Linked DNA regions of Sus scrofa: region 2 is linked to region 1. Evidence: chromatin contacts called from public HiChIP or PLAC-seq data. All regions are on one chromosome and are shown on one strand. Each heading gives the region's core, a stretch centred on a gene start, on an enhancer-like site or on the middle of the called end of the contact. The rest is flanking DNA. Distances are from core to core; before and after follow the strand shown.

Evidence for each region. HiChIP or PLAC-seq counts read pairs in DNA pulled down with a chosen protein or histone mark.
Region 2: an H3K27ac HiChIP or PLAC-seq map of skeletal muscle shows a contact between it and region 1. The contact joins the promoter of LOC110256807 here to the enhancer-like site in region 1. A contact is called at or near these places in 1 of 5 promoter capture datasets (fetal skeletal muscle), 11 of 47 Hi-C or Micro-C datasets (alveolar macrophages, brain, fetal heart ventricle and 6 more) and 2 of 2 datasets of contacts at active chromatin or transcription factors (alveolar macrophages and skeletal muscle).

Annotation. Positions count from the first base shown.
Region 1 is chr14:134,386,122-134,391,260 of Sscrofa11.1, forward strand. All of the region lies in intron 2 of CTBP2 (C-terminal-binding protein 2), which reads right to left. Among named protein-coding and RNA genes, the nearest start is that of CTBP2, 100 kb to the right of the region's middle. Within about 2 kb of position 3,695, at least 35 of the 83 cell types and tissues checked have an H3K27ac peak or open chromatin away from gene starts, as enhancers often do. A contact at or near this core is called in alveolar macrophages, fetal skeletal muscle, retroperitoneal adipose tissue and 2 more, where this site is marked.
Region 2 is chr14:134,484,867-134,490,012 of Sscrofa11.1, forward strand. LOC110256807 reads left to right here and starts at 3,832. Exons shown (of 1, transcript XM_021073633.1): 1 at 3,832-5,146. The coding sequence starts at 3,860. The coding sequence ends at 4,945. CTBP2 (C-terminal-binding protein 2) reads right to left here and starts at 3,939. Exons shown (of 11, transcript XM_021073631.1): 1 at 3,810-3,939.

The DNA of each region.
Region 1 (5,139 bases), core at 2,445-4,944:
CAGAAAGGAAAATCTTCATCCTTTGCGTAGCCATTTATGTAACAGCATAAACTAAAACAGCCTGCAGCTATTCATCTGCTTAACGCGGTTTGAACGTGGAGGACGGGGAGCAGCGTGGAGCCCAGAGGGAGGCAGGCTGTTTGCATCCACAGCGGCCACGGAGGGCAGGGAGGGGGCAGCTCACGTGGGGGAGGACAGAAGAAGCTGTGACACTCGTGTGTCACAGGACGTCACCTTTCCTGATCAAATGCCAGAAGGGAAAACGGGTGCCTGTAAATCGCTCCTTCTCTCCGTCTGTTCTCAGGTATCCTGAGCTTCAACAGTTTTCTAGAATTATCTCACCTGTTTTCCTCCAGCTCAGGTCTCCTGAAGGAACGACGGCATTTTTACCTCGATGGCTCTGTACCAGGGCTGAAATACCACTTGGTGTAGAGCAGGTGCTCCAACGGGGGAAAGGAAGAAGCACTGCCCCTGCGAGAACTTTCTAGGTGTGCGTCCTTGTCTGGAACAACTGGGTGCTTTATAAACGGGGCAAACACTGTGGGGCGGGGGGCGGGGGAGACACGAGGACAGTCACCCGTTTAGATAAGTACAGCTGACTGTGTGCTAAGGCCCCAGGTTCCTAACGTTACACCAAACTCCATGTAAGAACACTTGACGAGGGGACGGCCACTTAAAAATCAGAGCTGGTTTCTGGGGACGCCGAACACATCGGTCCTCCCGACTCCCCGACAAAGCACATCAGAGGAGGAGCCTGCAAGGACTCAGACATTTAGACATACGGCTCGAGACCCCAGACCAGACAACCCAGGAACCATGAAAACGACAACGATGACCTTCCAGGGAAAGGCAGGTCCCCCGAGGGCTGTGCCTCCTGCCTCGGGAGCCCAAACCACTCCTCAGGGGCCCACGGAGGATTTTCGCTGCCACGACGCGGCCCCCCTCTGCTTGGGGCAGGTCCACTCGTGCTAGGGGAGCCAGAAAAAGCGACCACACGCACGGCCCCCAGCGACCGCACCTCCGGCACCTGTGTCCTGGGCAATCTCCGCGCGGGGCAAACAGACTTTATTCTAAGTACAGGGAAGTGCCGGTATGGAGACGCACGCGGCTTCTGTCTGGGCGTCTCCTCTCTACCTGGATGCCAGCTGCCTGCCATGAGCTGCTTTGCCCCGAGACCACGAGAAGTGACAGTGACCTCTGATCAATGGCCACTGAGGAACCGAATCCCATCAACCACCACCAACCACCATGAAAGCGGCCTCCCTCCGTCAAGCCTTCTGTTGAGGTGGCAGCTGGACTGACATCCTGGTGGCAGTATCACAAGAGACTCTGGCCAGGGCACCCAGCTGACCCAAGGACACTCCGGGAAGGTCCCACTGTTTTAACACTCAAGTTTTGAAGTTTTGTCACACAGCAATAGACGAACAATCCCTTTTACCCAATCGATCAAAGTTACTGATCAGTCATTCGGTCAGTCCAGCAGGAAAAACAGTACCCATCTGCCCGGCGGCAGTACCACGCATCCCTCACCTCCAGGACAAAGAATGTTAACCAGAAGCCACCAAAATGCTACAAATCCTCAGCCACCGGCGCGGACACCACCAGGTCTGTCTGATAAACCCAGGTCTGTAACCTGCATTCTTCACACTTCGTGGTGCCCACAGGCCCAGAGACGGAAAGTCTGCTGAGATTTTCAGTCGCTTCGGTCAATTCCAAGGCTGTGCTCACCGTGCAGGGCGCTCTGGGGTCTCCGCTCTGACTCACACACACCCATAAATCTGGGGCGTTAAAAAGCTCTATCAAAAACGGGGCCCTCCAGGAAGCACGCGGCCTTTGAGGCCTCCTGCTGCAGGGTGACGCACCGATACACAGGCCCTCCTGCTTTCTGATCTTAGACGAGGTCCTTGAACCGCAACTATGAAAGGTGAGCTCTCCGATTCAGAGCAGAAAGGACGCAGGGACCATGAAAGGGAGCCCGCACAGAGCTTCAGTTTCCTGCGAAACGTGAAAGGACAGAGGGGAGCTGACCTACCAGCCACCCTGCCAGGAGCCCAAAAGTCAGAAAAGGCCCTGGAGCGTAACTGTGGATGCAAGTGTACACACACACGTCCACACACACACACACACACACACGTCCACACACACACACACACACACACGTCCACACATGCTCCTGTGGCTTTCGGTGGTTTCTTGGAACCACGGCATTTCTGGAACATTCCAAGATTTGACAAGTTGACAAATCCAAACTGCTGGCCTCACAGATAGAGAGCCGGAGGGAGACTCAACCCCACCAGGTCCCTCTTAGCCCAGCTTTCTGCTCATTCCTACAACTCCCAGGTCAACCCAGCTGCTCTGCAGAGGTGTTAGTTATTGGGAAAAATCTGGAGCCAGCTCAAGGCACACCAGCCAGGTTGGAAAGGTGCTGCCACACTGCAGCGAGGCGCACCCCCAGCCCTGAACCCTGTCAACACGCCCGCCTCCTCCTGGGGAGCCCCCAGACCGGAAGCCAGGAACAGCCAAGGGAAGGATCAATAAAATAAAGAAAAAACTAAACTTATTAAAAAAAAAAAAAAAGAAGAAAAAAAAGTCCAGTTAGAAAGGTAGGCGGCCCTTGACACGGCTCCTCTGAAGAGGGGGACCGGTGACTCCTGCTGTCTGGTCCTGAAAGGCTGCCATGGTTTTTACAAGTGTCACTTGAAGGGCCACGGCTCCCCGAGAGCTTCGTGTGAGGCGGGCACTGCTCTAGGAGCTTTCTGAGCATGAACTCACCAACCTGTACACAGCTGGCCTGAGAACACATTCTGCTGTGCCGCATTCAATAACTAAGCCGTCTACACTGCAGAGAGCACACCCAGCACAGTCACCCATCTGAGTCACCACACCTGCTCTGGGCGAGGCTCTGGGCGAGTCCTCAGCATCCCAGGTGCTCCCCGGACAAAGGTGCTCCCCCCACGCCGGGGATTTCAGAAGGCTGAGCCTAGAGAATGCCCACGTCCTTTCGGATGGAGTCACAACCCAGCGCCCCTCTGGGAATGTGCTGGTCCCCAAGCTATACGCTGTTTTATGCAGAAAGGCCAAGATACTGACACCATCGTCCTGACTCCAGAAAAGACCCAGCCTCCGGGCAGACGATGCTCTGGTCTCTCGGACGAGGGATGGAGAGGCCACAGAAACATCCACGGGCCTGGGTCCTTCGGCGAGATCACTCCCAACCCCCACACAGGCGCTGAGAGGTGGTACCTACTGGGGTCCCATCTCCCAGGCACACGTGGCCCCCCAAGTCTGATGAGCTGTGACAGCGGCACGGATCCACATGCAGCGCCCGCAGTTCTGGAAGGGTCCCTCGGGGAGCTGTCGGGTCCTTCACGGCACTCTTGGTGTGTGAGTCTCCACTCTAGCTTTTCGTGGAAGCTGAGGCTTCCCCGCTGTGCATCCATCCGGCCCTGGGAAACGGGGTGGGCTCAGCCCCTTACTACGCCGGGGACAGACAAGGGGACAGACGAGAGACGAGCCCGAGCTCAAACAGCAGGCAGAGCGCTCTTCTTCTCAGACGGACTCAGCAAGGGTTAAAGGGAGGTTCAGAAACAAAACTTATGAAAATGGCCCCAATACAATTTGATGAGGTCAGCGAGTAGAGCAGCCTAAAGACACTTGTAAGAAAAAACATCTGTCGGGGTCGAAAGGTCGGCAGGAAGTGAGTGGGACTGGGGCGGCTCGGATTGGCCAGCCCAGCACTCCTAGAAAGAGAGAGGCACATGGCTTAACTTAGCCCAGAGAACAACAAAAACCCCCTTTCAATTGTCCTCTGACCAGCCCAGCCCCCGCCCCTGCTAAACAAGGGGCCGAGCCCCCAGCTATGACATCCAACCAGGGCCCCGCCTGGCAGTTGGCGCTTTGTTGGCTCGCTGATGGGTGACCAAGGCTGAAATATTCCTGAAGGAGCAGCAATCTCTAGGGAAGGGGGTGCTTACAACATCTCCAGCTTGACTCTTTGGTTGGAAAACAGCGTGGGTCAGTTGAATGGCCCATGTTTCAATAAATCCATCATCGCAAAAACCAAAACAAGAGGTTTCTTTGGAAAAACAGGAAGTCTTGGTACATAACATGGCTTAAAATAGGGCCAAGTTCATTTGTGGACAAAACCCCGGCCCCCAAAGCCTCTCGGCCAGCTCTGTCCAGTTCCAACGTACCCTCTAACCCTCCTCAGGACCCCCTCCTGTTCCCTCGGGTGACAGGCTGGCCTGGCCTTTGTTCCTCTGACACAGGGCACCGGCTGGGCTGGCCGGCCAGCCAGCCCGCTTCCTGTCCACAAGACCCAGGAGGAGCCGGCCTCCAGCTGGCTGGTGCAGAAACCAGGCCTGGGGCTTTTCATGAACTGGGTCCTGTTTCAGGCTTCTCACTGGACTCTCATAAAAAGCGGACGCCTTCCGGGAGCAGAGTTCTGTTTGTCGGTTACAATGACAGAGCTGGGTTACATAGAAGCTTTACAGTGGGACAAAAACTCCCCGGCTAGGACCTGACCTGAATCCCTGCACAGCAGGCAGAGGGCGTCCGGCTTCATCCACGTCTGAAAGATGGAGCCTCTTTCCTTCCAGACCAGGCAGGAGAGAAGCCAGAATTCACAGCTTCCACGCTTCCCAAAGACGCCCACTTTAAAGATCACAGGCAAGAGAAAACCTGCAAAACGTACTACAAGTTCGTCAATGGACAAAGGTATCCTCGTGCACGTCTGTGTCTGGGAGGCGCCTTGTGTGTGCATGTGCCAGCCTTCGCCAACTACAGCCAGTGCCACTCCCTTCCCACAAACCACCAAGCCCCAGACGGACGGTGCGCACACAGCATGGCGTGAGCTGTATCCTAATTTCACCCGTGTTAAAAGGTGAAGCCACACAGTGTACACAGAAAGATCACAGAATCAAGTCAGCCAGGTTCTTCGAGCATCGCCCGCCACCACCAAACTCCGCTTCCCAGGGCCTGTTGCTCTTCCAGGACCTGCAGAGCATCCCGTTACCCCCAGGGAAGGTAGACAAGTTTCTGCACATTACAGCCACCTGGAAACTACCTGCTGTGTTGCACTAAGTGACTTTTTCTACACCCAGGCTTAAGGAGAAAATGCTAGTAGTTGTTTCGGGATTC
Region 2 (5,146 bases), core at 2,582-5,081, 99 kb after region 1:
ATGCTAGTAGTGTTTGTTTTTAAGTAGCCAAGCTTTTCTACTTTTTTAACTTTAAAGAGACACACTTTGCAAGTATTTCTTCACACAGTCAGTGACCAAGTCCCAAACAGAAGTTGCAAATCGTGCCTGGCGGTAAAAAAAAAAAATACACTTTAGGGACAAAGAGATGTTTTTCCCCCTGTTGTTGTCATTGTTGTTGACATCACTGTTAAGAAAAGACAATCCGCCCTGCCCCCGCCCCTGCCCCCAGGAGAACACCCACTCAAGGGCCAGTTTCAAAGATCCAAGTCAACTCCAAAGTGACAGGGCTCTGAGCTCCATCTGCAGAGTCACCCAAAGCCCCCACCAGCCTTATTAACCCACCATCAGAAAGGAGGGAGGAAATATCCCTTAGCTTTTTATCTTCCCAAACACGAAAAAGATTTAAACCCAAAAGCACCCTGTCCGGTCCAAAGCAAGCTCCAAAACCAAGATTTTTTATTTCCCTCTAATAGCTGCTTTCTACCAGGACAAACTGGGGTCCTCTACCCCTCAGGCACAGAAAACCAATCAATGCCATAAATTCTCTGCCTTCACTCTGTACAGGGGACAGAGTGGGGGAGGGGGTGACCCTACACCAACACTTACACTAAACCCCTCAATGCTCTACAGAAATATGCTGGCTTATTTCCTTTGTTTGGTCCTGTTATACTTGATCAAGTGTGAACGATTAAACTGGTTTCATTAAAGGCAAGTGCATTCACGGCTAACATTCAACTTCGATGGCAAATGGAAGCCTATTCTGCAAGGAGGGCCTGCTTTTTTGCTTGAAATCTACCCTCTCGTTAACTTTTCTTTGGGGGGCAATAAAAAGGGGTTTTGACCGGAGCGGTGGCAGCAGCTCAGAGATCTGATGCTAGACAAAAGGATATTTAGTGTTTCAACTCTGGGATACAGACCCTCGTACTTGAAAAAGAGAAAAGAAATGCTGTTTCAATATTAAAGCCTGTTTGACTGAAACTGTTTAATGAGCATTTTGAATATTACTTTATAATTGCTCTAAGAAGTACTCTTTGAAATCAAATTATGAAAACAAGATCCTTTAAGCTCCCATTACTCCAACATGTAAAAAATGTTATTCAAAAAATCAAAACAGTGGAATACTCCGAAGTACATGAAATCTACCAAGTTCTACTTTGAGAACCCTAGAGGCAGAACAGCAGTCTTAGGTACAGAACAAGAGGTAAATTTTAGACTGTCTTTGAACCCAAGCACCCAGCAAAGAAGAGTGTCTTCTTTGAAAGAGTAGTACGGAGAATTTGATACATAGTTCGCCAAAGTCGGGAGGCAGAATCACTTAGTAAACTAACCAAAATAAACGTCCCCGCCAAATTATCCATGTCAGATAAAAATATACCAGTCTCTACAATATCCAACAGAATTGCAAATAAGGCACTTAGCATTTTAAATTCCCAATGCATATTTATAGAATTCTCTTGTCTACCCTTCGAGCCATTCACATCTGACTCTAAGAACTTAACCCGATCCTCCAGTCTTTAAAGAGGGGAAAAATCCAGAATGATCTGTTTACCCCGGATAGGGCAAGTGAGCCCTGCTTCACGACGTAGGCCACTGCCAGCCGCCTCCACCGCAAGGTCGCAGAACAAGCGGGGATTTCTACCAAAAATTCCTCCTTTCCCCCGTCAAATACTAAACAAGGGGACCCCTGGAGCCAACTGCTGCTTGGGCCGCCTCGGGAAAAAGTATTCGGGGGCTGGAAGCACCACACGCACTCTCGCGCACACGCACACAGTGTCCGTGACCATCGGCGGCGGCGGCAAGCGAGCCACCGGAGGGAGTGTGTGCGCGTGTGTGTGTCTCGCTGCGGCCAGCGGTGACCGCGCCGAGCTCCCGGGCCCGCGGCCTCCCAGCACCAGGGAGCTGCGTGGGCTGCGCACGACCGGCCACGCCGCGGGCCTCCCGCTGGTGAAAGATCTCTGCGCGCCTCGGCTCCCGGGCGCCTCTGCCCAACTTGCCCCGGGGCGTTGGGAAGAGCGCGAGGGAGAGAAAGAAAGGCGCTTCCCTCTGGTCGCTCGGGTCCGTCCGGCGCCGCGGAGGACAAGGAGGAAGAGGCGACCGCGGCCGCCCGGCTGTCGCTGCGCCGCGCCGAGTTACCGCGGCCCGGGGCGCGCCCCCGCCAGCCCCTCCTGCGAAACTTTTTCTTTTTGGATCGCCCCACCCGAAAAGTGCGGCCAGGGCGGGGGAGGCCGGCGGGCCGGGTTCGCGGCGGCGGCGGCGGCGGCGGCGGCGGCGGCGGCGGCAGCGGCGGCGGGCGAGGAGGAAGTGGTGCTGGCGGGAGCGCGGCCGGGCAGAGGAAATGCCCAGCCAGCCCGGCCCCCGCCCGCGCCCGCGCCCGCCGCCCGGCTCGCCCCGGGCCCCCGCCCCGCTGCGACTTTGGCGGGCCGAGCCCGGCGCGGCAGTGGTGGTGGCGGCGGCAGATGTGGCCCGGCTGCCCGGAGAAGCCAACAATGCGGGGCCGGCAAAACAAAAGGGTTCCACTTCGCCTCCTTTCCCGTCTTTCACTTGCGCTCCCGGGGCGCCGCGCGGGATCCCCTGCCGGCAGGGGCCGCTCCCCTGGGGGCCCCGAGCCGAGCGCGCCCCGGTTTCCCAGTGGACCCTCAGCTCCCCTCCCCCGCCCCCGCCCCGCAGGCGAAAGGCCCGGCGCGCTCGGACTCCCGGTCCCGAGGGATCCGGGTGTATTGTCCCCGCGGCGTGCCGCGCGCTCGGCCTGGGTCGCTGGCAGCCCCCGCGCGCGCACCCACCGGCCTCGGGGAATGGGAGCCGGGGGCACCTAGGAAACCGTCGCCGAGACGCCGCCGCCGCCGCTGCCCTCCGGACGCCGCCGCACTCGGGGTTTCTTTTTTTTTTTTTTTTTTTTTTTTTTTCCCAATCCTGATGGGAAGGAAGGTGACCGCCTACTTCGCATTCATCAACTCTCATCACAACAACAAAAATCCTGGCGCAAACGGCGGCCAGCGGGCGCGATCCGCGGTGGCGGGGGGGGGGGGCGCGGGCAAGGACCCCCAGGCCGGCGCCCACCCCCAAGCGCCGAGCAGGGACACCGGGCCGGGGGCGCAGACCAAAGATGTCCTCGGATGCCGGCTCCGTGTCCTTCGCCCTCCTCCTCCTCCCCCAGTGGCGCAGTGAGGCGCGGGCGCGGCGCCCCCAGCCCGTGGCCGCAGGTGAGGCGGGGGCGGGGGCGGCGGCGGCCCCAGCCCTCCCCCGGGGCCCCCCTTACCTCGTCCTGGGCCGCCGGCGTCCAAGGCGAAGGGCGCCCACCCGGGAGGCGGCGGCGGCGGCGGCGGCGGCGGCGGCAGCGGCGGCGGCTCCCGCCCCTCCCACCCCACCCGGCGGCGGTGGCGGTGGCGGCGGCTGTGCGGCCCCCCCCTCAGCGCGGCATGGCTCCCGGCTCCGTCCCTCGCTCCTTGGGCCGCCGCCGGCTCTTCTGGGCCGCTCCCGGGCCACCTTAAAATGACACACGCACACAGGGACACACACACAAAAACTTAATCTCTCCAGCTCCCCGCCCCTCCCCCTACTGCCCTTCCCTCTCCTCCCCCTTCTCTCCCCTCCCCACCCTATCCCTCCCCTTCCCTTCCTCCTCCTCCCCTCACCGCCGAGCCTCTTCCTACTTCCCCACCCACCCCACCCCCTTCCTCCGCCCACCCGGCTCCCGATCCTCCCCAGCTCCGTCCCGGCCCCACGCCCGCCGGCCGGGAGGGGGCTGCGCTGGGGGTCCCCGGCCCGCCCTCGCCCCGCGCTTCGCTCACCCCCAAGAGGATGCTAATTCCAACTTGGATCGGGGGAGGGAGCGTCCTGGATGCCGAGCGCCTCCCGGCTATTTGCTCTTCTTTATTTGTTTTCTCCTCCGGGGAAGGAGGAGGAAAACGGAGAGAAAAGGAAAGGGAAAGAAGCGACGCCGACTGCGTCTCCCGGTGGCCGCTGGCTGCGCAGGAGCGAGGCGGGAGGCGAGGTGAGGGTCGCCGCCCGCTCACTCCTCGCTCCTTTTTTTTTTTTTTTTTTTTTTTTTTTTTCTCCTTTTTTCTTTTTTTTTTTTGGGCAAAGGCGGGGTCTCTCTTTGCAAACCAATGACACAACCCCACATGGGCCGGCCTCGCCCCCTACGGATACTCTTCACTACAAATCGGCTCTCTCGGGGATTAGTGGCTCCGCGAAAGTGCACACAGGCGCGGCGGGCGGGCGAGGGGGCCGGGCGCGGCGGGCACTCCCCGGCCAGGCCCCGCCCGGGAGGCCCTCGCGTAACGCTGGGGCCCTGGCGGCAGGGGTGGGGGTCCAGCGGCGGCGGCGGCCAGGAGTCCGGCCCTGCCTTCGCCCTCCTTCCTCCTCCGCCCCTTCCACGTGGGGCCCCGGGCGGCCGGCCACGTGGGGGGACGCGAGCCCGGGCGGACCGCGGCGCGGCGCCCCGAGGCGGCCCTGGCTCCTTCGGGCCCCCGCCGGGCCCACGGCGCCGACGACCTGCCCCCTTCCCGGCCCCACGGCTCCAACTTCCTCCCGGGCCCCCGCGCCGGCTGCCTGTGCCTTCTCAAGGCCCGCGGGGTCAGGCGCAGGCCGGCCACAGGGGGCACTTGCGCTCCCCAAATCCGGATCCGGGAGACGGTGCCCGCGCCTGGCCCGAGGGGCGGCGATAGCTGTGGGTGCGCGCAGAGGGAGCCCTGTGTGCTGGAACTTGCAGCGGTTGCGTTCCCTACAAGAAGCAAAAACATTTTTTACACATCAAAAAAAAAAAATGTTCCTTCCTGTTGCTTGGATCTCGCCGGGGCTATTTTTAAAGCCTCGCCTTGGGTGGGAGCTCCGGGCCTCGCGGGACGGAGGCGCTCTGCGGCCGCAGCGGCTCCAGAGAATCAAGGACCTGGGCTCGCGCGCCGCCCCAACGCGCCGAGGTTAGTGTCTGAACACCAGGATCCAGGCCGAGCGCCGGCCGCACCTAGACGAAATTGCACGCCCGTGACCCGCGGTGTGGGAGCCCAGTTTGCGGAAAGGAGTCAGCGGCTGCGGGCTGGGAGGGCTCTTTTGCCTGCGCCCCAGAGCCCCCCAAACTCATCTCACGTCTCTGAGATCGGCCGCGCGTCCTGCAAGAGCCCCTCTT